Regions from separate parts of the Drosophila melanogaster genome. Here region 2 is linked to region 1. The links are chromatin contacts, called in public HiChIP or PLAC-seq maps. All regions are on one chromosome and are shown on one strand. The core of a region is the stretch at or near the end of the contact, and the rest is flanking DNA. Distances in the headings are between cores, read along the strand shown. Region 1 holds the start of CG14082. Region 2 holds the start of CG9449.

Evidence for each region. HiChIP or PLAC-seq counts read pairs in DNA pulled down with a chosen protein or histone mark.
Region 2: a contact with region 1 is called in an H3K27ac HiChIP or PLAC-seq map of the Kc167 cell line, with 3 times the contacts expected there. The contact joins the promoter of CG9449 here to the promoter of CG14082 in region 1. A contact is called at or near these places in 2 of 107 Hi-C or Micro-C datasets (the S2 cell line and embryo) and 1 of 6 datasets of contacts at active chromatin or transcription factors (the Kc167 cell line).

Annotation. Positions count from the first base shown.
Region 1 is chr3L:19,137,694-19,140,276 of dm6, reverse strand. CG14082 reads left to right here and starts at 1,302. Exons shown (of 5, transcript NM_140836.2): 1 at 1,302-1,399.
Region 2 is chr3L:19,496,439-19,499,021 of dm6, reverse strand. CG9449 reads left to right here and starts at 1,299. Exons shown (of 5, transcript NM_001275119.1): 1 at 1,299-2,471. The coding sequence starts at 2,310. CG9451 reads left to right here. Exons shown (of 5, transcript NM_001275121.1): 5 at 1-825. The coding sequence ends at 544.

The sequences.
Region 1 (2,583 bases), core at 53-2,552:
TGCATGGTTTAAATTGGCTTTAATTAGCTTAATTTAGCACTACAAGCAAAGTTCTCAACCACTTACTTTAAGTGAAGACCATTTTTGAAATACTGGTATTTCCGAGCTTTCAAAAGAAAACTTCAACCAATAGCTATGCTACTAGTGGTTACAATTTAAAGTGAAAATGATTTAGAAGGTCCTCTTCATTCCTGAAAACGTGTTTGTAAAATGTGTCACTTATATTAGCGCAATAAGTTGGTTTTATTTTGGTGAGCTCAGTTAAGCGTTGTTAGTAGTTGGAAAAGTGAGTATGCAACATAAATATTGTTTCTACTGCCTAGCCCTAGAAATTAAAATTATATCAAAATTTAAGCGACGATCATCATCACATTGGCCCTAGGAAAGTAGCACGAAATGTCCGAAATGCAATTATTTCAATTATTTTTCAATTATAAACCCCATCGCTGTCCATCGGACACTCCATTTGTCCTTGCCAAAGTATTAGGCACGAAATTTGAAATTTTCGGCTGCCTTGCCAAGCAAAACTTACGCGAATTATACTTATATCTACTTACCGACTTATTTTTAGTGCCAGCCGAGCGGAGTGCAGCCAAATAGCTTCGATGACCTTACGTGCATGAATATTTCAGCCGACTGCCGCTTGCTAGCTGCCGTTTTCAAGAGCAAGGCAAGGTCCTCGCAGCTCGGCAAGCGAGGGCGAGTAAGGACGAATGCGGTGCCGCCCACTGGGTGCCAGTAAGCTGGTCAACAGGTTGAAAGTGAGCGCAGCTGAAACTTTTCGAGAGTTGCCAAAAAAGCGAAATTAGAGCCCGTCCGTTGGCGTGGCCATGAAAATTCAATTAGTTGACAGGCGCTAATTAGTAGCAAATTGAAAGCTTTCCACTTGTTGAGAAAGGTTTTTCGAAAATGCCACACGGCCATTGTCCAGGCATAAAACACACATGGCTCACGTGCTAAAAGCTTCGCACGTGTCCTGCCGCACATGGAAAGCGGTGGAAAGTGGTGGCAAACCACCGGGAGGTGGGGGCAAAACACTGGGAAAGCTTTCACTGCCAATAGCAACAGCGTGCCCCAAACACGAGCTCCACGAGCTTTGGCCGACTCCAGAAACCAAAAAATCCTTTTGGCCAACAGTTTGTTGCTCAAGCTGTGCCCGAACGGACGTCTACGCCAGAATCGTTCGCTCCCGACACTTGGGACTTCGATTTAGTTTCGGTTTAGCTTCGATTCGGTTTCGGCCAGGAGTTGGTCTACAGCAAAAAAAAAAAAGGAAAATAAAAGAAAGAAAAAACCAAGAAAGAAAAGAACAGAAACCAGTTTGGTGGGGAGTTGCTTCCCAAATTCAAGGAGTGGAAATTCTTTGCCACTGTGATTGGCAGCCAATGTGTGTGCGTGTGTGAGTGTCTACATATTTGAATAACACAACGATCAAAATTCAGGAAAACCAACAAACCACTATTAAAACGTGCGAACAGGGAGTGAACTTCTTTTCGGGGAAAAGGGACTAACTAAGCAGGCCGAATCAGTTGCCAACTAACCTTGTTACCACCAGTTCGTTAGTTGGCTGTGGAACATGCAAAGCCAACATTAGATTGTGTCAGCCCACTGACTTTAAATGGCAGGCCAAGACGGCTACATGACCAGCAGAACACTGAATACAGCGGCTTTAAAGGTCTTAGGTCGGTGAATAACTCCGCCAGCATGCACTTCCCCAAGGAGCGTCTGTGGCATTTAATTAACACAGGACATTAACTCATCAACCGTGCAAAGTCAGCCGTTTTGTTGGGTTCAACCCATCTGGGCAACTAAAATAGTAAAATGGTTAGATTAAAGGGAATACTAAAGCACATTCGATGGGAGAAATTAGTCAGAAGCGGAAGGAAATGCAGCATGCAACTGAATTCAATTACTTTAAATTCGCTTCACTTGCCTGAATATCAATGATGAATTATGAATTATAACTAAATGTTAGACGGAAATCAAGGGTACTATTTGTTTAGGACGAAAATATTCTTATTAGATTGAACAAGTCAGCTATACACAGTTTCATCAGTTCATATAAGGGACTCATGGGTTATACATTATTTTGTTTCTGCTTATTTAATTGCAAAACAAATAAATTAAACATTTTATGATTCTAAGGAACCTGTTCACCATTTTCTAGTTTCCGTAAAACGCAAAAGCACGGATGTTTCTCAGTTTATTCAAAATTTAACAAAAATAATTTTAAAATTTGAATAATATCCTTAAAATGCTTAATGAATTGTGCAACACCCAGCATACACATAAATATCAATATTAAATATTAGTTAGTTTACATTTACTTAACGAAACTCGTGCCGTTAAAGACTTCCGCCTTCCATTGCTTTGTTAACATGCAAGCTGGGAGAAACTGCCAAATCAGCTTTGATTCGAGGTCAGAATCCAAAATGTTAAAAGGAACAATGAGGTCCGTTTGACTCTGGGCTCCTTTGACTTGGAAATTCTATGGCCAAGTTACAGAGATTTCACCCAAGGCTGAGCCGCCATCGCCATTCACACAACTATTCGCAGTTTTGTTAAGAGTTTAGCGAGACTATT
Region 2 (2,583 bases), core at 50-2,549, 360 kb before region 1:
GTTCATCACCCTGCTCTGTGAACAGACTTTCGGCCTGCAGTTGCCCTCGTGGACCAATGACTACTTTCCGGAGAAGATGCTACCCTTGGCTGAAAAGTCATATGTCTACGATGCCTATACGACCGAGCAGCGCAAAATGAAAGGGGGTTTCTTCGTGGAGCTGCTGTTGAAGCAAATGCAGGACAGGATCTCCGGAGCATTGAAGCCAGCCAATCGCAAGATGTTCCTTTCCTGCGGTCACGATTGGACCATCACAAATGTGCTATCCGCCTTGAATGTTTGGGAGGCTCAGATGCCCCGCTTCTCGTCGTTGATTGCATTTGAGCTGCATCAAAACCCGCAAACTGGGGAGTATTTCCTGGAAATCTACTTCCAAAACGATCCCCACAAGGAGCCTCAGCAGCTGCAGATTCCCGGCTGCGAGAAACAGTGTCCCATTGGCAAGTTATTGGAACTTACCAAGGACATAATTCCCGATGCGCCTTATGCAGAGTTGTGCAAAGCGAAGGGAACTCAAGGCGGCGCTAAGATAAGCTATCACTAGAATGCTGATTAATCATGATTAGTGATCTAGTATACAGTATTAATGTTACTTACTAAATGAATATATGTAATTGTGTAACTGCTTCGTGTAACTTAATTTCAGTGTTTGGATGATTGGCACGTTTGGGATGTATCATTAACTAATTAAGTTTGGAAGTGTGAGTGCAACTAGTTTTATAATGATACTCGGCGTTAGGAGGCAGATCATAAAGTTATTAATTTAAGCATTTGGCTATAAAATAAATATTTATCACACTATTTTCTTGCTCAATAAAACATAATAAAAAGATCCTTTTATAATCGTTAAAGTAACACAATATTTCTTACCTTATTAAATTAATGGATTTACTTTTTGTTTACTACTTAAGCATCATAGTTTAGGCAGTGCATACTTTTGGGCTACGGATATTCTAAGAAAAGTTCTTACGACAAATATATACTCAAACAATATTTGCACACTTGGTTTCGATTTAAAGAACCTCGCTATATACTATTTCAAAAATGTTACATTTTGATGTGAATTAATAATTTTCAAGCCGCATATTTTGGAAAGAAAACACCTCAGAGAGTTTATAAAATATGTTATTTATAAGTCAAGTGAGCATTTATGACCAGCATGAGTGTAATGACTGTAATGATATTTCTCTGGATAATTAACACATTTATCATGAACATCTTAATCTACCCTCTCCCTTAAGTCCGCACATCCATCATATAAAGTTAATTCGCTCTCATTAAAATTCAAACAGTTGGCATTCGAAGCTCCACTCACTTGAATCGGAAGTAACTCACAAAAAAGCAAAACAAATTCAAACAAAAGGGCAGTATGTAATTATACCAGATGGACATTGTTTTTCGAAAACTTCCAGTCTTCCAAACCGTAAATCAGTTGTTTTAGCCAAGCCCCAACCAAAGCCAATATATAATTCCGGCAATTAAGCAACGAGAATGGATGATGCGAAATTAACATATTGCCGGATCCAGAAGCTAATCGATTTATATCCAAAGTAATTTACACACGCAGTTTCGATGACAAATTCGTTGGTATTTCGAGTTGGCGGCGGCGCTAAGCATCAAAAAATAAGCAAACGGCGCGAATCCAAAAGTTCATATAAATTAAAAGTCGCGACCGCGTTTTAAAACGCCTCAATCGCTGCGGCGTTGCGTCGGTGTTTGGTTTTTCAGCGCAGTCAAACAAGCATATGTTTATATATATTCGTACAAAAGACCGCCCGCCACATACAATAGCAAATAACAAATGGAATAATAGAAGTAACAAGAGCGACGGTGACGAAAGCATTTGGCGATAATGGAACGATAAAAGAGCCATGCCTTTTCGACTTCTGCAATGATATTTCCCGCAGTCTGGCCGATGATAGTACACAAAGACAGTCGCGTGCGACCCTCGGAAAAGTCGAATGCCAAAGTCCCAATGCGAGTATCGCATAGTATTTAGTCCACGGCAAATAGAAGATAGTGCTGGCCCTACACTCGGAGAAACCAGAGCTATTGGTTTGGGGCACGAAACCCGTTCACCACCCGCAAACCTGTCGAATAAACGAAAAATTAACAAAAAGTCAAAGCCAAGAGCGATCTCAACGAGTTAGTCTTCGATCTGTCTCGAGACCAACGCGACTACCAACAACCAAATCCGAAGCTTGTGAAACCAGAACCAGCCCAAAGTTCAGATACGGAGATTCGGTGACTCGGAGAATCGCAGATCCGATCCCCTAGCAATTCTACGCCTATAAAGCCGGGCCAACAAAATGCCGCGTTCGCATTTCACCCGACGGCATTGTCTCGCGATGACGGGCGGACTAATTGCATCGGCGGTCATAATCTGGTGCGTCGCTCACTCGACGGTCGAGTCGACGGCCAAGCTCTACGATCCCGGCGCTGATAAATCCACGCTCGAGCTGCTGCATGTGGTAAGTCAGATCGATAATCGCAAGCTATAGGAGCTAACTATTAAATGAAATAAATAAGTAACAGTAGAGTAGATTTTAGCTAACCTGCCTCTAGATTTAACACAGGGTATCT